Linked DNA regions of Gossypium hirsutum: all the other regions are linked to region 3. The links are chromatin contacts, called in public Hi-C maps. All regions are on one chromosome and are shown on one strand. The core of a region is the stretch at or near the end of the contact, and the rest is flanking DNA. Distances in the headings are between cores, read along the strand shown.

Region 1 (4,754 bases), core at 2,005-4,504, 180 kb before region 3:
GCAATTTACTGGAGAAATTCAATGCATTTACTTTTATTGATCTGTTTATGCTTTTTTGTTGTTGAAAAACCAATGATGATGAGTAATGGATGTTTGGTTCTGGAACATCTTGTTTGAAGAAATTGTAATGACAGTTGAAGAGGATGTGAGAGGAGACATTGATGTGATGATTTTACAATTATATATTTGTCATTAAACCATATTTGACTATGATATTAAGTTTTGGTGCTAAATCGCCGTTGGTACAACAATCTAATAGACGTCTACTTCAAATTAGACTATGTTCCTGGTTTGGATTGTGTGTCACTTTTAGAAGGAAATCTGATTAAAAGCATAGAACATATGTGCAGACCATGAGAGAAAATTGCAAAATCTTACTGTTGTATACTCCCTTGGCCTCAAAGCAGATGGTTGAAGATTATTACATTATAGGATCCCACATCAGCTGGAATTTGATTAACTGAAAGTGCTTAATTTTTCAGTGAGCTAGTTTTTCTTTTTTTTTTGTGAATGTGGCTTTATATTTAATCGTTTGGTTATCTGCTAGTTGTCGCATAGTGCTTCAAATCTGATAGGATCGAAATAGGAAAAAGTAGCTAAGAGTTGGCAAACTAGAAAAACAAAATGAAACCCATACACTGGATTCGTTGCAAAGCATGAAAATATGGCAGCACCAGTCGCAACAGCAACAATAAGGGAATCTAGTTACAAAGCGAAGGCCTCATACACTGGATTCGTTGTTTGCCAATATGAAAAAAGAGCAAATGAATGGTCTGCACAATGTAACGGCAGCAGTAGACAAAGAATGCCATGGAGAAGAGGGAGGCCGATTTGGCAACTGATGGGGTTGTGAGACATAGTATTCCCTCTGTGTATGATAATCATCGTTGTGTTGATGATATTTTGTTAACTTTTTATGTTTGTAATATTTGGATGGTATAATGATATGATAGAATGTCATTACAATGTTATAACTTTTTGATGTTGTAAAATTTTATAACATATGGATTATGACATATAAACTAATGAAATCATGTAACTTTTTGTTAATATATGAATATTATGTTTGGATGTGAAATATAATTCTCAAGTTATTTATTACTTCTAATATTTTTGTTTTTTATTGTAGAATAATTAAATTATTTGTTTCACTAATGATATTTTAGCATATTAAATATGTATTGCAATTTAAAAATAATAAAGTAGATTATATATTATTTTTATAGTATTATATATTATGATTTTTTAATTCATATAATAATTTTTTAAGAATTTTATTAAATTATATATTATTTTATTAAATTATATTTAATAATAATTATGTTAAAATATGGTTACATTATTTATTATTTTTATTAAATTATTTTTAATAATAATCTTATTAAAATTTAATAACAATAACCATAATCATCTACCTAAAAAAATTCTGCTAAGGGTATTCTAATCATTTTAGTTTTTTTCCTTATGCTATTACAACATCATTCCATTCAACCAAACACAAGAATACTATTACAGTTCTATTCCATTACATTCAACCAAACAATTGAATTACTGATTACAGCTTTATTCCATTACAGTTCTATTTAATTATAGCTTTATCCTATTACAGTGAACCAAATGTACCCTAACAGTTTTAAAAATAAAAATACAGGTTAGCTGAACCAATTGCAACGATATCAAAAATATAAAAATCATAAAAAAAAATGGGTTAGAAATGGCTTAAATGCAAGAAACACAAGCTTCAACGGAAAGCATGGTTGTTTTCCCCCCTTTTACAAAGCTCAAACGGTGAAAATAAAGAAATGGGGTTGAAGATGACCTTTTATTTTAATATTATTTACCTAGTTTTTAACTTAAAAAATTAACATTTATTTGTTTAGGAATTAAGCACTAACAGTATAAACCTTAGCACTACGATATATTTATTTAAAAAAATTAACATTTACTATTTAAGTCACTTAAATAATAAAAATTAATAATGATTAATTTTTATAGTTTTTATGATTTAGTCATTTTTCTTTAATTAACTATCAAATCATTAAAATTACCAAACCAAGCTTCAATCCACTAATACAATAACTCCGTAACATATTTAATAAAAATATTTACGACCTTAGCTTGTGAAAACGAGGTCCTAATACCTCATTTTTCAAAATCACTAACTTTCGGTACATACCACTTATACTTTAACTAACTGAACAATTAATAAAATCTATTAAATCACAATTCACTATTATAATATATTTAAATCATAAATATTAATTAAATATATCTATAGACTCACTCGTCGTAATTGTGGTCCCAAAATCATTATTTTCGACACTACTGAAAAACGGTCTATTACATTAAGGATACTACTTTGGTGGAGGTGGAGAAAAAGAATAAGTTCATTATACTGGAAAGCCCTTTTGTTTTTTCCTATGATTATGATCTCAAACTTATGTATGGGGTTTATAAAGCATCCTCTTCCAGTATCATGAAACTTGAACCCAGAACCACATAATCACTGTCAACTGGGGGCGGAGTTATACTTCAACCTGTGATCGTATAACCACCATCAACTAGGAGCCCTAATTATATTTCAACATGTGAGTATATAACCACCGTGAACTGGGAGTTTGAGTTGCAATGCGATGAGATTCTAAGGTAATGGTTCCATCCCCACATGATAGATCAAATATATGGGTCTCCGAGCACATCGCATTACCGAGAACTCAAAGATACTTTAAAATTATCAAAATGTCTACCTTAAACACAAACAAAAATAAATCTTTCTCCTAAAATCATTCTCTACAAACACAGACACCCAATACAAAAAAAAATAGAAAACACAACTTTTAGGAAATGTTTTCTACTAAGGTGTTAGCTAGGGGGCTGAAAGCGCACCCTAATTCCTACCGGACGTGTTTTTTAGTTTCTCTCTCTAAAATTGACTTATTCCTTTAAATATTAAAAAAATCGACCTAAAACTCTAATTATTTTTTAAAGACGATATTTTTATCAAAATTACCCATTATTTTCCACTTTATATAAAAAATGGTACCAAATGCTTAAACAACTTCATTTTTATTTATTTCATAATTAAGTTAGTATATAATATAAATAAACTTAGATTGAAAAGTTATAATATAATGTATAAAAAAACAAACTATGAAATCCCAAAACTATATGAACCGCCGAAATTGAAGTGGAGGGAATAAGTGATAGCCACTTTAGAATATCAATAACGAAGCGGCGGCGCGCAGCCCGGTCATTTCACTAACTCACCCTTCTCCACGTGTTTTTATGTCATTGGATATATGTTTCCATATTCAACCAAAAAAACAAAAAGAAGATTTTCAATTCCCAAAATTTCCTACAAATATATTTTTACCTTATTATATCACGACGAATTTCCCAGAAAAAAAAAGAATTTAAAGATTTAAGAGTCGTAGTGGTGCAAAATGGATTTAATAGAAGTTTGGGATTTTCTGGATTATAGTTTCATCGATGAAAATACATCTCCAGATATACTTTTGCCCAATTACAGGTTTTTTTCCCTAAAGAATTTCGATTTAATCTAGGTTTTGTTTTTCTCAGTAACTTGTTATAATTCAGTATTTTTTCCCCTTGAGATTTGAATTTGGATTACAATTATTGTTCCAGTAGCGGTAGGGAAATTGTTGTTCATGAAGAAAAGGAATTCGTCGATAGAGATTGCTCGCGCAAGAGGTATTGTCTCAATCCATATTTCAATGTTTCTCTAATTTCTTAGCGGTTTATGGGTATTTAATTGTCGAATATAATATAAAGTAGGTTTTTTGTTCGGACCCATGACGCTTAGTTCTTAGAACAAAAAACAAAAAACAAACTTTTTTTTTTTGCTTCATGTTTACTTGTTATTGAATTTGACATCAATTGCAATAAAAAATTCGTGTTGTTTTTTTTTGAAGTTTTCATATTAGTTTTGTATGATTTATTCTTAAAATCTTAATTTGAAAGACTGATATTAGAAATTGATGGCATTTATAGGGGACGCAGTGGATCATGCAGCAGGCCAGGGACTAAAGCTTGCCGTGAGAAATTAAGACGGGAGAAATTGAATGAAAGGTATGTATTTTTTTTTGGGTAAAAGTACCATAAAGGCCCCTATACTAAAAAAATGAGCAAATTAGTCTCTGTACATTAGATCAAATAGTAAATTAGTCCTTAATATTAAAAAATCTATTTATTTGTATTGTAAAAACTATTTTTCCTTAATGGAATAACCAGACAGTGACATGCCATGTTTACGTCATGCTAACATAAAGAGATCAATTTTTAACTATAGAAATGGATGAAATTTTTAATAGGACGGGTTTGCTCTCTAATCTAACGTATAATGACTAGTTTGCTTATTTTTTGAGTAGAGGGGGCAAAATGCAATCTGATTCCTACTACAGGGGCTTTTATGGTACTTTCACCATCTTCTTCCATTAGTTTCTTCATGAAATTGTTCCAACCTTTTATACTTTCTTTCTAATTTTTGAAGCAAAGATATTGTTTTTGGTTAATATTGCATTTTTTTTCTGTTCTTTTCTGGTATTCATATTGGTTAACATTTTATCAAAGGTACACTTTTTACAGCACATTAATCAGGCTGTGAATGTCAAAGAATCAGATTTTGTTATTCTCTTGTAGGTTTCTGGATCTAAGCTCTACTTTGGAACCTGGGAGACCTGCCAGGACTGACAAATCCGCAATACTGGATGATGCAATCAGAGTTCTGACCCAAC
Region 2 (4,971 bases), core at 555-3,054, 200 kb after region 3:
GACTAAACTATGTTCAATTCAGATGGAACGTGTGAGGAGTTATGGATTTTTTAATGGCATTGACGTCCAAGCCGTTGGTTCAAGCAGCGACCTTTATTTTGCTTGGAAGAATGATGTCAAAATCAACCATAGAATTTTTTCTAATAGTCATATTGACGTTGACGTTATTGAAGATAAGATAGGGGGTTAGTGGAGGTTAACTGGTTTCTATGGTTCGGTATATGCACACAACAGAGAGGATTCATGGAGGATGCTGAGAAATTTAGGGCGTCAAGAATCTCTATGGTTAGTATGTGGCGATTTCAATGAGATTATGTATGCTACCGAAAAAATGAGGGGTTGCCTAGAGATAAGAGAAGATGGAAGCTTTTAGAGGGGTCTTGAAGGATTTTCAATTGATGGATGTAGGTTTTCTAGAACATGGTTTACATGGGAGAGAGGGAATTTACCAGAAACAAATATTAGAGAAAGGCTTGATAGAGGAGTAGCAAATGATAAATGGTTTTCTATGTTTCCCTATGCGCTAGTACAACATCTCCCTCATTCATTTTCTGATCATTTTCCACTTCTTATTCATACAGTTGAGCCTATTTATAGGAGTAAAAGGTGTATATTTTGATTTGAGGCATGGTGGTTGTTAGAGGAATCTTTTATGTCTGAAGTGGAGAATATTTGGAGATCAATGTCGGGTGATTTGTTGAACAAATTGGAAACTCTAAAGAAAGGTTTGATAGAATGAGCTATACAGGTCAGACATCATAAGGAAGGCATTAAGAAAATTTTTGACAAATAAATTAAAAGACTTAAAATTTGGCGGAGCTCATTGATGCTAAAATATTGTTGAATTTTGATATGGAGAAAAATGAGATGTATTAGGAACAAAGAGCACGTGTAAATTGGTTAAAATTGGGTGATAGAAACACTAGTTTTTCCATAAGCATGCATCTCAACGTAAAAGTGGAAATTCCATTCAACGATTGCAAAATGAGGATGGAAGGGTTATGAATAGTGAGAGTGATATGAAGGACCTTGCTCAAAACTATTTTCAAAAGCTCTTTTCTTGGCGTAGAAGATTCAGCTCATATACTATCTAGCATTGAAAGATGTATTTCTAATTAAGACAATTTGATGTTAACGTCGACTTATTCAGAGGAGGAGGTATGGTCGACTTTAAAAGACATGGGGCCCGGTAAGCATCAGGGGAAGATGGTTTTCCAGCTTTGTTCTTTCAAAAAGTACTGGTCAGTAATTGGTAAAGACGTCATGACTTTCTGTCTGAATATTCTCAACAAAGGTATGGATTTTGATTCCCTAAACGTGACTAATATAGTACTAATTCCAAAAATCTCCCATCCCACAAATTTAAGGAATTTTAGACCTATTAGTTTATGCAATGTTCTATATAAAGTGATTACCAAGATGATTGTTAATCAATTTAAAATAGTTCTTCATGGGTGTAATGATAGCGCATAGAGTGCCTTTGTTTCAGGTAGGTTGATTTCGATAATGTGCTGTTAACATAAGAAATTTTGCATACTTACCAACAAAAACGAATAAGGAAGAAAGGTTTTATGGCAGTTAAACTTGATATGAGTAAGGCGTACGATAGAGTTGAATGGCAATTTCTCCGAGAGATAATAATCTGTATGGGTTTTAATATGGCATGGATAACAACTATTATCAAGTGTGTCTCTTCTGTTTTGTATTCTGCTGTCATTAATGGGAAAAGTGGGAGGCTTTTTATGCCCACTAAGGGTATCAGACAAGAGGACCCCTTAAGTCCGTTACTTTTCTTTATTTGTAGTGAGGGGCTATCTGCCCTTATGAGGTTGGTTGTGAGAGATGGATTGATAAAAGGAGATAAGGCAAGCAGAAGTGGACCACAAATTTCCCAGTTTTTTTTCAAATGCTCAAGAGGCTCATACGTTAAAGTCAGTATTAAGGGAATATGAGAGGTGCTCTGGCCAATACGTCAATTATGAGGAATCAACAATCTTTTATAGCACAAACACCTCTGAGGATAATAGACTTATTGTTTCTAATATTCTAAGGGTAAGATGTTCAAATAATCCTAAAAGATATCTTAGATTACCTAATATGGTGCGCAAAAGCAAAAAGATTTCCTTCTAGAATATTAAGGATAATTTCAAAAAAAGAATTGAAGGCTGGAGTGTGCGTTACTTATCTCAAGGTGGAAAGGAGGTTTTTATTAATGTTGTTTTACAAGTTATTCCCACTTATGCAATTACTTGTTTTCTGCTCCCAAAAATGTTGTGTTATGAATTGGAGAACATTGTGGCTAGATTTTGGTGGCAAAAGGGATATGGTAAAAGAGGTATTCATTGGTGCGGGTGGGAGTAGTTATGCGAGCTCAAAGAAAACTGTGGAATGGGTTTTCATAGTTTTGCAAAATTTAATGTTGCCCTTTAGCGAAACAGGGATGGCGTTTAATTAATTACTCAAATTCTCTATTAACGCGTATTTTGAAAGGTAAGTATTATTCATCCACAGACTTTTTAAACACAAGGTTAGGGAGTCTACCTTCTTATACCTAAAAAAGCATATAGGCTGCGAGGGATCTTCTTCAAAAGGGATTGAGCTGGAAGATTGGGTCAGACCAAAAAGTATCCATCAGGGAAGACATATGGTTACCAAGATCTATTGGGGGCCGATTAAATGTTAGTTTTAATAATGATGAGGTACAGCTTGTTTCAAATTTGATTTATGCGAATACTAGAGAATGGAAAACTGACCTCATTCTTACTATCTTACCGGTGGACCTTGCGAATAAAATTTTACAAATTCCTTTGGCAAGAGAAGCTCATGAGGATGTTCAGGTTTGGAGTGGTGAATCTTCGGGAGAGTTCACTGTTCGAAGTGCCTATAAACTATTACAGGGAGGTCCTACTGTTAATAATTTACAAAACAATCTAAGGGCACGTTTGGTTCGCTGTAATGGAATAGAGCTGTAATAGAATAGAGGCGTAATAGTAATTCAATTGTTTAGTTGAATGGAATAGAATAAAACTGTAATAGTATTCCTGTATTTGGTTGAATAGAATGATGTTGTAATAGCATAAGGGAAAAAAAAACTAAAATGACTGGAATACCCTTAGCAGAATTTTTTTTAGGTAGATTATTATTATTATTATTAAATTTTAATAAGATTATTAATATAAATAATAAATAATTTATTCATATTTTAACATAATTATTATTAAATATAATTTAATAAAAATATATAATTTAATAAAATTCTTAATATTAAATATTCTTACATGAATTTACTAAAATCATAATATATAATACTATAAAATATAATTTAAAATAATTATTATTAAATATAATTTAATAAAAATATATAATTTAATAAAATTCTTAATATTAAATATTCTTATATGAATTTACTAAAATCATAATATATATAATACTATAAAATATAATTTAAAAATAATTATTATTAAATATAATTTAATAAAAATATATAATTTAATAAAATTCTTAATATAATTATTCTTATATGAATTTACTAAAATCATAATATATAATACTATAAAATATAATTTAAAATAATTATTATTAAATATAATTTAATAAAAATATATAATTTAATAAAATTCTTAATATTTGATAGAACTTTTATATTATACTTATAAAATCTACTCTATTTATAATGGTAGAACTTTCAAAAGCGAAAAAAGAAAAAAGGATTTGAAGCTAAATGTTATTTCGCGACTTCAACTTCCATTTCTAGAAGACTAATTATAAGCTTAAGATATGGTATTAGCTATCTCAAGCATATATACAAATTCCTCCCACATTATTTGAAAATACATGATACAAAACGAATTAATTATTTGACTATTCAAGGGACTGTTTTTGTTTAACCATAAAATACATCAATATATATATTTATGTAATGAGAGTTTTTCATTTACATCCGAGTAAAATTATTTTAATTTTATATTTCAACTAACTTGACATTTTATCTCCTATATTCCTTTTGGAATATTAATTTTATACCAATCTTATACCATCCTTCTATATCATTTTGATTAAATTTAAGCTTAAATCTTATAAAAATAACATGTTTTAATAATAAAATAAAACAAACTTATTTTATTAAATTCCATAAGTTCAACTTAATAAATTGTGCTTCTTTTAAAACGAAAAAGGAAAGCAGGTTATGATATAATTTAGTAAATTAAAATTAGTCAATATCCAAACTTTACATGAATTAAAGCATTTAAAACATGCATTATTTAATAAATTGAAAAACAAATCTATTACATCAATCCATAACAATTAAATTAAAACTTGAATAATAAATGAAAAATAATAATTAAAACAAAAAAAACAATAATTCTCGATTAAAACAGTTTACTAGTGTTTGAGAAATTCAATTATCCTTAAAAAACAACACATTAATCATCAAGAAACAATACGACTTCCATGCTTATCAAACTAGCTCAAGGAAGTCAATTCGGAAACTAAGACCTCTTGATTCTCGAATCTTAAACAATACAATTTAATTATTTGTGTCCTATACTTTAAGCAAATATTCTCTCCATTGAAGGTGTAGGTGTAGTAGATCACTTCATGCAAGACAACAAATCAAAAAGCAATTATATAAAGTACAAAATAGAAATCTCTAAGCTTCAAATCTGGAACTTTTTCATGCGGTGGGTTGGGATCAAGTACGCACAAAACCAAACCACAAACTTGACAATGCATCTCGTAATTTCTGTTATGACTCTTAAATGATAATAAGTAATGGATCTCGAAATTCCTGCTATGCTTCTTCTATACTCCTGATTAGGCTATCCGCATCCAAAAAACTGCTGATCGAACTTAAACCATATCAAATTGACTACAACATATTTAGTGTTCAAATCTGATTTCTGATGTCTTCTGTGCAAACAATCTCAAAGTTACGATATGAATTATGTGGTCCTAATCCAAATTCTGAAC
Region 3 (5,314 bases), core at 1,890-4,389:
ATAGCCCCACACACTCGTGTGTCATGTGTTAGGCCGTGTAACGACCTAACTTGTATGCAATAAAACCTACAGGGGACACACGGCCGTGTCGCTAGGTCGTGTGTCACACGCCCGTGTCAAAGGCCGTGTGGACATGAATTTGGCCAAAATCAAACCATTTCCAACACCAACTTATGCAACCACCTAAAAGCATTTTGTCTGACTTGAAAATTAATTTCCAAAAATATCATATTAATTTTAATTAATTTGATTAATTCAATTTTACTTGATCAAAATTAATTTTCCCAAAAATCACTTAGTTTTTCCAAATTAATTTTTCAAGAATTAATTTAATTCCACATCGAATAAATTGACTCAATTAAATTATTTCCAAAATCATAAAACTTTCTTCTGATTCAAATGCAGTTCGATCAAGCTTTTGTTGAGTTAGTGGAGGGACCAATCAGACATATACAATTACGCTCTAATAATTGCAATTATGTCCAGAAGTATCATTCTGATAATTCGTAATTACTTAATCATGGAGTCAATCCATGAGAAGTACCATGATTGAAAACTCTTTATTGTATACTCATTATGAAAGTAATTCATCCAACTGTTTTGTCCAATGACCTCGTCATGTGTGTGTTACCCTCATATTATATTATTTATTCCTTTAAGTTAGATTCGTTCACTTAATACAATCCTATTTTATCTCACTGTCACCATTGTGTATTCTTAATTATTAACATGATCACTGTCAACAAATAACTATGATAAATTGCTCCTTCGAGAACAAACAACCAGCGGTCATGTTTCATATTTATCAATCCACACAGTGTTAATGAGAGGATATCATTACATTAACTCTTTAATTACGCTATGAATTCCACTGTTGCTAGTAAAGTCATTCCATACACAAGTTATGTACCCAACATACTGGCTATGGGCTCGATCATCTTTAGAGCATAAGCCTTTACTTATATCAAAGCACATGAGTTGCATATGCATGATTATTGACTAACTCACAAGTGAATTAATTCACAAACGAATTCAGAATTAATACATCTTGGGGCCAGTCCAGTTTATTATTCTACCAATGAATACATCTATGTCTCTACTCGTGGAGTCAACTGCTCCGATAGCTAAGACTAGTCATCTCCCTAATTGGAGTTGTAGACGACATAATAATCCTTCTCGGTATTTGAATCTTCACTTTGATTCTTTTAAGGATTATGCACTCATTTAGATTATCTACTGAAGTAAGTTGTCTTTCTCGCAATGTAAACGTTCTTACAATGCCACTTATCTTCTGTTTGAACTTAGACAATCAATGAGTTAATATTTGTTTGTCACAATTTCGCTATGCATGCAAAATATAAAACAAATAAATACAAAAGACATAATAGTGAAATGTGAAATTAACTTTATTTATTCATCGTTCAAATAAATAAAAAACAGTTACATGTTTACTACAATATGGACACATTTCCCAACATGTCTAGCGAAAATGACACATTACAATGGAAACAAACCCCATGGTTTCTTGAGAATGGGTTGTACCACATGGTAATTAATGAAAGTCCATTCATGTGTATAAATGAGAGACAATGCAGACCACATCTATGTTACACGCACCAAAGCCAAAACGATTCAAATTAAAAAAAATCCTAGCGAACATTTTGAACTTAGTCAACACATGGCAACGTTTAGAGGCAAGTTACTTTATAACCTCTCTCTGGACTAGATAAAAATTTTTATACCCCCAACCTCTCGAGCATAACCCATTGAGGATCAATGCAAACACCCCGTAGAATACCCTAAAGCGCCACTCTTCAGAAACTAGGCCCACTCATTAGAGTAAGTACCATACCTTGGGAAAATCCCTGACATACCACCTCTTAGAGCATCAAATGTGCGAACTCCTTTCCCAACACCTCGCTTGGAAATGATATAAGAGCTTTTTAAGAACTCCTCGATCTAGGCACACCTGTACATAAATCAGGTGAAGGCCTCACTGAACTTCCATTTATGACACTAGTCGCCAAACACTAATTCCGCCTTACATGATTGAGAGCTTGTCTCATCGCAACTCTAGCAGCCATAGGCCCAGGCCTACCATGGCAGACTAGTTGACATTATCTCCCCAATCACCAATAACATCGGGACATGTGGCACCTCAGGATCACAACCTGTTATATAAGCCAACAACGACTCCCAAATCTAGGGACCGAATTTCTCTCTCTCACTCTCTCTCCTTCCAACCTTACATCCTTCTCTAACATCCACAACGACTCTCTGCCTTGCCCTAAACTAGGTGAATTGTCGAAAACCGTCTTAACCCTCCCTTGTTGAATCCTATCCTCAACAGTTTTCTAATGAATATTCCTAACTTCTTCTTTTTTTTTTTTAAATAAGCCATGTTCTTATTTAATTAAATTTATTTGAGAAAGATATTATGTGCAACCTTAATAAATTTACAATAATATTAGTTTCAATTGTATTAATATTCAACAAAATTTCAAATAAATAATATTTAAATACGAATAATTAAATATAACTCTTATAAGAAAAGGTATTGAAGCATACTATACATATATTTACATAGAATATTATATTATTTATACACATTTTTCTTCAAAAACATTAATACAAGACACTCACATATTCATATATAATTTTATGATTGATTAACTTTTATCAAACTTGTTAAATTAAATGGTATGAAATTTACTCTTCATTAAACAGTTTTGGCCTCATTTAAAAGTTGAGCTTAATTTGAATATAAATTTAATAGAATGCAAATATTGATTAGAAAGCCGAGGTCTTAGAAAAAGGAAACCTTTTCTTTCTTTAACACATATTCCTCCAAATGACAACTTCAAATCTAAGATTAAAACATTAATTATAGATAAATCTCACCTAATTAGACCTTTTTTTAACACCGAGAATTTCCTTTCAGCTTTTCCCAAAACCACATTCACTCAATTCACATTCAAATTTCACAAAATGGACCCCAAAACAGGACCGGCGGCAAAATTGAAGGATTTTAAAACTTAAAAACACGTCTCAGGATGGCAACGATCGTAAATTACACCAAACCACAGGGATATTTCCGTACATAAACTAAAAAATAAGATTCAACTCGCTTCCTACTCTCGTCCACGTCACGTCACGCGCCTTCGGAGACTAAAACCAACGAATTTGATTGGTCAAACGGACGTGTTCCATTCCTAATTCCGCGAGTATAAAGACAGTCTCCTACTTGCGCTCCAACATCGTTTTTACACTGATCTCTCTCTCTCTCTCTCTCTCTCTCTCTCTCTCTCTCTCTCTCTCTCTTTATAAAAAAACCTCCGGCTATTGGGGTTTTTGGTTTCGTAGATTCGTTTCGCTTCATTTTTGTCTCGTTTTCAAACAGTAATTTCCTTTTTTTTTTCATTGTTATTTTTCTTGGAATTTTTTGAAGTGTTTAATCCAAAAAAATGGCGTTAGTTTCATTCGTCGGGAGGGTTCTTTTCGCTTCAATGTTCATCCTCTCTGCTTGGCAAGAGTAAGCCTTTCTTCAGATCTGCACTTTATCCTTTCTTTTTTGTTATTTTTTAAAATAATAGAACCTGTTTTGTTCTGTTGAAAAAAGAAGTAACAATATTAGGCATAGCCTGGATCTGAACGCGGATTTTGGAACTCGAGAGCTCTTATGAATGTCTAAAAGTTTATTTGAACTTTATTAATGATGATTTATCGCTCGTTCTCTCTCATTAAATAAAAGGATGATTAACTGTGGCGTTTTATTTAAACAGATCTTGTTTTTAATAATGTTGCTAGCTTTATTTGAAGATCCAGTGCAAATTAAGGTGGTGTTAAGAGTAAAATTTTAAATATGTATTGCTAATCTGGCTTGCTAGAATTGCTTAGATGTTTAATTCTTGGAGCTGCTATATATATATGATTTAAGTGTTTATGATATAATAAACCTTTTATTTAAGTTCTAGATCTCATGAATATCATAAATTTTGTAATGGTTGTTGTTGGTTGGCAGTTAGTATGTTGTATAAATGGTATCTGTTTAACTAATTATGCATGAAAATTATTCACAGTCGCATGTGGGGTTTTGAAGTGGAATTGCCAATCTTTTATAGAATGAAAATCCTTAGTTCTACTCATTTGCGTAGGGGCTTGCGGAGGCTATGGTGTAAATTTTTAGCATTGTCATTGTGCTGAAGGAAATATTTATCTATCTATCTATATGTATATATATATATATATATATTTTACATTAGCTAAAACATACGTATTAAAGAGCTGTAGAACTAGGTTTTTCTTTTTTTTCTTTTTAATCACAAGTGAGCTGTTTACTACATTGAGCTTATATTTATTGTATTTTGTAAATCAGGACTACCATAGGTTTTGTCATGCTTGTCTCTAATCCTATGTTATGTGCTCATGTGTATAGGTTCAATGAATTTGGTGTTGATGGAGGGCCTGCAGCTAAGGCACTCAAACCAAAATTCAATGTCTTCTCAAAGACTGTGACAGCTCATACAGGGGTGGAAGTGCCAGAATTTAATGTAAGAATATATGTTGCCACTGAGATAAAGCCTATTTTTCTCTGTTAATATATCAGGTTTTTCTAATGTCTCAACTCTTCGAGTTGTTATTTACAGATTAAGGTTCTAGTTGCTGCTGCTGTAGCCTTCAAGGGTGTTGGGGGTATCCTTTTTATCTTTGGAAGCACTATCGGTGCTTATCTTCTGGTTCGTTTTATGTTCTTATGTGTTGTTGTGCATTAGTAGTTTTGATTATGAACTAAGTCAACTTATAAATGTTGCAATATTCCTTTCTTGTAGGCTCTGCAACAGGTCATTATTACTCCTATATTGTACGACTTCTACAACTATGACACGGAAAAGAAAGAATTTGGCCTACTTTTTTCAAAGTTCTCACAGGTTAGTTGTTGATAGTATTCATTTTTCATTAAGGAATAAGTGTTGATTGGTGTTTCTGTTTCTTAACTAAATTTCCTGTACTTGTTAGAACTTGGCATTGCTGGGAGCATTACTCTTCTTCATCGGCATGAAGAACTCAATCCCCAGGAGACAACTCAAGAAAAAGGCTCCTAAAACCAAAACAGTTTGAAGGAGGAACATCTGGTAAACCAAGGGTCTATTGTTCAATCTCTACGTTTTCCTTGTATCAAGGCTTTGTTCTTCAATGTTAGGGGGGAAAAAGGGCATACTACTTTCATTTTGATACTGTTAACTACTAAGTAGATGTTGATTTAATTGAGTTTGAGAGAATTTTATCATTTTGATTTTAATTTTAATGTTTTATT
Region 4 (5,542 bases), core at 1,592-4,091, 200 kb before region 3:
TAACTCATAGCATCCCAATTGCATTCCTGACAGAATTAAAACATAAAATCACTAATTTAGCAGGGATCAATTCAAGAATTAACTGATTTAAACACAAAAATCATGCAAATTTAAGATGTTATCACAATTGTAATTAAAAAAAAATGAGTATAAAAATATATAAAATTATTTTTTAAACTTTTATATTGTTAAATATTTGAAAATTTAAAATGATTATAAATAATTTAATGAAAATTAAGACATTTTTAAAATAGAATTTATTTTAAATTATTATTTTGTATTATTATTTTTTAAAATATAAAAAATATATAAATTTATTAGAAATAGAAGTTGATAATGAATCTTTGATTGTCCCAATTAAAAAATATATCTTAAAATTCAAAAAAAAATCTAAAAATCTTAAAAAAAATTTAAATTACCTCGAAGTTATTTTCCAAAATAATTTTATATCATTACTTTTTGAAATTATAAAAAATATAAAATTAATAAAATTCTTAATTTTTGTTTTTTCAGACAAATTTAAACAACTAGTTGTCAAAGTTTATTATGATGAAAAATTAAAAAAATACTAAAAATCCTAATTTTTATTTTTTTTAATTGTCAAAAAAAATATTTTTATTATTTTTAGAACACATGTCAAAATTCTAATAATTATTTATCTAAAATCTAATGATGTTAGTCAGGTATTAATAAAAAGTACCAAATTAATTAGTGATTTTTAAATTTAGATACCAATTAAGTTTAAAAAAAGTTTAGATAAAGAGTAAGAGTAGCCAAATTTAATGGTCACTATATATATTAACCTTTAAAAAAAGCCCATCCAATATATATATATATATATAATACTGAAAGTTTATGTTTTGGTAAATTACATCTAATGTGTTACTAAACTATTAAAAAGTTTATATTTTGGTTACTTATTTTTAAAATAATTATTAATCTATTTAAATAGTTCAATGTTTTATATAAAAGTTTTCAATTAATGATTATTTTATAATTATTTGAATTAAATTACTAAAATTTAAATTTATTAATAATTTAATCATCTCGACAAATATAATATGCTTTGGACCATTTTTTCCTTTAGGGCTCAACGTGTAAAGGGTTTCGGAGTCCCTAATTTATTTGGTTTTTCTTGAAATGGGTTTTTCGAGCTTTCATGATAGAAAAGGTTTTCAATGAGAAGACTTTAAAATGGAATTCCCTTTAAAATTAAGGGTTTCGAAATATTTTCTTTTAAAAAATAGTTTATTTAAATCTATGTAATCATGAAGGGATCCAGGTAAACATTGACTTGGGTTATATATATTTTTAAAAAAATGGCATGTTGGGTTTGTTTTGTAGAAATTGTTTTTATATATATATATATATATTCCTGTTTTAATTAAGGGGAAATAATTCTTTTTAAATGACATTTTCTAAAGTCTGTCACTTTTTGGAAAATATTATTTTATTTGTAACTTGTTTTTATATAATAATAATAATAATTTAAATAAAGTTAAAATATTATTATATTAATAATAGATTCTACTTTTAATTTTTAAAATATTTAAATTTTAATCTCAAATGTTATAATTTTCAATATTATTAAACATGCATATTTATATTAACTATATAACAAACTATTAATATAATTTATTATTTTAATAAAATAATTTAACATTACAATTTCATTTTAATAATAAATTTTAAAATTAGTAATAAATTAAAAATTGAAGTAATAATCTTAATATTATTTTATTGAATAAATTTACATTCATATTTTAATAATATAAATATCAATATTTACTTAAATACTGATTATTTTCATTTATCTCTACTAGCTATAATATACCACGGGGCCCATATATAATATATAACTTTAAATTAAATTTTAATTAAATATTATCTATTAATAAGTCTATATAAAATATTATTTATTGTAAAAATATTATCTTATTATAAAATAATTTTAACTGTAAAAATAAAATATTTTTAAAATATTTTGTAACAAATATAATTTATATTGTGTTTGTTTTACTGAAAACAAATTTTAAAAATAATTTTAAAAAGATTATAAAAAAAATATTTTATGAAAAATCATCCCCACATAAAAAGTCAACATTCTTAGAAAATTAATTAGTTTTCTAGAATCCATTTGCAAAAAGTTATTTTCAATCCTAAATATCAAATTTCAACAAATTACAGATACTAAATATATATTTTATAATATATTTGGTGAATGTGAACGAGACTGAAGACATGATGTTACCAAAAACGCGATTTTCAACTGTTGAGAGACTAAATTTATTGATTTACTTTTTCAACAATAGCTTTATATTTAAAGACTAAAGTTCTTTGTTTTTCTTTTTGGGAATAAGACTAAAGCTATTATAGCAGTCCAGGGTGGAATTATTATTTGACAATTTAAACAGGTTTAGTGGCTTTAATTAAATTAATGCTCTAACCAAGTATATTTGAGGAAAAATAATATACTGGCTGCTCCCAAAATAATAAAGGTCAAGCAAGATAATCAGAAACTGCTAGTTTCTATGCAACAATACCAAGACTTTAATTTTTTTTTTCACGAAATCAGCATTCTTCCACGTGTTATTTCTTGGTAACTATTCTCAATCATGTCCAATTTATTATTATTATTATTATTATTATTATTAAAGTCGCATTTTTTAAAAGGTTAAATTGATTTTTTTAAATTTTAATTAGAATTTTTTTTACCCTTATGCCAACATAAAAAGCCCATAAAAACCTGAAAAAGATAAAAATAAGGGCCTAGAGCCCAAACCCTAACAAAACTACAAAAGGAAAACCCTAACTACAAGCTAGAAGCCAACGTGGCCGGAGGGACAAGCGTCGACTGACGAGAGATCATGGAGGCCACAAGTTGGAGGCGAGGTGCATGTACCCATCACTTCATGTCAGCATGAACGTCTCCGAAGAGACCATGTCAAGACCGATGCCCAAAACCAATCCCGATGGCTGACAAGGGAGCAAATCGACGTAATGACGGAATCTTAGAAATTATGAAAGCTACATTTTTTTTATGATCATAGGTTTTATGTTTCGGGAAAATAAAATAAAAATGTTTAAAAGAGAGAATTTGTTACTAATTTTGGTTGTTTATCCACAATATTTCTCATCTGGATTTTATGATTAAATCTTGGTGGTTGAAAGCTTAAGACCAAAAAGTTATTGGTCGAGTCGACAAAAGCAAATGCTAGTTAATAAAAAATAAATCACAATTTAATTTTTTAATAAATAATAATTCACGATTTAATTGTTAAAAGAAGAAGGAACGATAATTTTATTTGGCAAGAAGAAAAGAAGAGTTTTAGTCATAATTGAACCCTGCAGTTATTTAGTGCTAGTTTAGCAATACTTTTGAAAAGTACTGTAGAAAAGTGTTGTGAAAAAGTATTTTTGATAAGTATTTTTGATAAGTGCTTTTAAAAAGTTTGGTTTAAAATTTAAGTGTTTAGCATTGCTGTCAAAAAGTACTTTTGGGAAAGAAAATGTCCATTTTAGATATGTTATTATCAAATAATAAATATGCATTTAAATCATATTTAAATTAGTTAATATTATTATATTTTAGTAAGAATATAAAAAATTTATTATAACTTGTTGTTAATATTTTAATATATGAAATATAAATTTTAAATATTTTTAAGCAATAAATATTAATTATTTATAAAATTTAATTAGAATATATAAACTATATTTTACATATTTAAATATAACCATTAAATATTTGTAATTAGTATTTTAAAAAATATTTTTTTTATTTTTAATTAATGATTTTAATACATTTGTAATTAAGCACCAAGAAAAAAACAGGAAAGTACTATGTTATTGGAGGGATGAAAAAATAATTAAGCACCAAAAGTGCTTTTGGGAGAGGAAAAGCTAAAATTTTTAGCTTCTCCTTTTCAGAAGTGCTTTTGAAAAGCACTTTTGAAAAGTTAAAAATTTCAGCCAAAAGCAGCTTGTTCTGCACAGCTTTTCTTCCAAAAGTGCTTTTGGAGTCAGAAGTTCTTTTTTTAAGCAATAAAGAACTGACCCTTAGATAATAGAAAACGATGATGGTGAATACAATGTATTTTGGAAAATAGTTAATTCATAAAGTATAGAAAGATATTTGAATGAGTAGTGCCATTATTAATAAAGCAAGAATGATGAGCCAATATTATAAAATAAAATAAAAAGAGGGTTATGTGTTGTTAAAGAATAAGTCAACAGTTAACTGATAGGTTGTTAAGCTGTTAGTAGTTAAAGTAGTTATTTCTGTTAACAGGTTGTTTGAAGCAGTTCAGCAAGAAGTATTGTATAAATACAGTGCATTCAATCTCTAGGATGTATTGTAATCTTTCTTTAAGAATGAAATTCATCTTTTTAGTTTATCTTTTTGTTGCGTTTCTCTACATGGTTTCGAGCTAAGGTTTTTTTTTTTCCTTTATTCCTGCATTGTATTCGAGTGTTATGGCACCATAAGTGATTGCAAACAGTCACCATAATTCCTTTAATGGTGTTGGAGAGCAAGTCAACTTTCTTTGTTCAAATCCAAGTTCAGTAACTTTTGTTGTTGGGAAGAAGGTTCAATAGTTTCCTAAACACGATACTGTTAAACTGTGTAAAAGCAATTTTCTTCTATGGAAGAACCAAATCATGTTGATTCTTGAAGGATATGGTGTGCAAGATTTTGTTTTAGGAACTGTTAATGTTCTTGCTCAGTTGGTTTTTGATAAATATGGGCAGTTAGTTAAGAACTCTGATTACGTGTTGCATGTTCAACAAGACAAGTTGCTGGCTTCTTGGCTATTATCGACTGTGTCTGATGAAATCTTTATTTATCTTACTAGTGCTCGTACTAGTTTTGATGTGTGGACTACAACTGAAAGAAAGTTTGCCACCAAGTCTACTGTCAAGATATCGAGTCTACAACATGCGCTATATCCTCAAAAGAAGGGTCACTTGTCCATCAAAGATTATTTGGCAAAGATTAAGTCAATGAGTGATACATTAGTTGCTGCAGGAAGCATAATATCAGAACAAGAACAGGTTACCATCATTCTTGCAAGGTTATCAGTTGAATCTGAATCGGTATGAGTGGTAGCTTCAACCACTTATCTTTCTCTTGATCTGTTAACTGAAATGCTGCTAGATTGTGAAGCAAGACAAGTTGAGTTCTTGGCTAATATTCCTGTCCAAGCTAATTTAGCTAGTAAACAATCCTGTGAAGATGCAACTTATCAAAGAATTCTGATTATCAAGGTCATAAGCAATAATATCGTGGTGGTGGTTTTCAATGACAAAGAGGCTTCCATCGTGGTAGGAGTCATAGGGGTCGATTTTCTCACACTCGCCCCCAATGTCAACTATGTGGTAAAGTTGGCCATGTTGTCCAGAAATGTTATTATAGATTTGATGAAAGTTTTGCAGGTGTTTCTGATAAAGGTTAATCCATGTCAGTGAATCATCATGAGCTTTTTGATTCATGACAGGTAGAAAAATTTGCATCAAATTGTGCAATGCATCAATCTTTCAA

What was found. Hi-C and Micro-C count contacts between places; a contact is called where the count stands out from the background.
Region 1: a Hi-C map of leaf shows a contact between it and region 3, with 2.6 times the contacts expected there. The contact joins the promoter of LOC107914905 here to the promoter of LOC107914900 in region 3. A contact is called at or near these places in 16 of 34 Hi-C or Micro-C datasets (anther, hypocotyl, leaf and 2 more).
Region 2: a Hi-C map of leaf shows a contact between it and region 3, with 1.7 times the contacts expected there. The contact joins the enhancer-like site here to the promoter of LOC107914900 in region 3. A contact is called at or near these places in 13 of 34 Hi-C or Micro-C datasets (callus, hypocotyl, leaf and 1 more).
Region 4: a contact with region 3 is called in a Hi-C map of leaf, with 2.4 times the contacts expected there. The contact joins the enhancer-like site here to the promoter of LOC107914900 in region 3. A contact is called at or near these places in 2 of 34 Hi-C or Micro-C datasets (leaf and seedling).

The regions. Positions count from the first base shown.
Region 1 is chrD10:42,242,479-42,247,232 of Gossypium_hirsutum_v2.1, reverse strand. LOC107914905 (transcription factor bHLH104) reads left to right here and starts at 3,254. Exons shown (of 5, transcript XM_016843953.2): 1 at 3,254-3,529; 2 at 3,646-3,711; 3 at 4,012-4,089; 4 at 4,660-4,754. The coding sequence starts at 3,444.
Region 2 is chrD10:41,862,559-41,867,529 of Gossypium_hirsutum_v2.1, reverse strand. It overlaps LOC107893210 (a long non-coding RNA gene), which reads right to left. Exons shown (of 6, transcript XR_005919349.1): 6 at 4,343-4,971. Among protein-coding and RNA genes, the nearest start is that of LOC107893210, 5.2 kb to the right of the region's middle. Within about 2 kb of position 1,804, at least 6 of the 9 cell types and tissues checked have an H3K27ac peak or open chromatin away from gene starts, as enhancers often do. A contact at or near this core is called in leaf, where this site is marked.
Region 3 is chrD10:42,065,672-42,070,985 of Gossypium_hirsutum_v2.1, reverse strand. It overlaps LOC107914900, which reads left to right and starts at 3,139. Exons shown (of 5, transcript XM_016843951.2): 1 at 3,139-3,532; 2 at 4,436-4,550; 3 at 4,647-4,736; 4 at 4,830-4,928; 5 at 5,017-5,314. The coding sequence starts at 3,465. The coding sequence ends at 5,118.
Region 4 is chrD10:42,261,865-42,267,406 of Gossypium_hirsutum_v2.1, reverse strand. No RefSeq gene overlaps it. Among protein-coding and RNA genes, the nearest start is that of LOC107915190, 17 kb to the left of the region's middle. Within about 2 kb of position 2,841, at least 3 of the 9 cell types and tissues checked have an H3K27ac peak or open chromatin away from gene starts, as enhancers often do. A contact at or near this core is called in leaf, where this site is marked.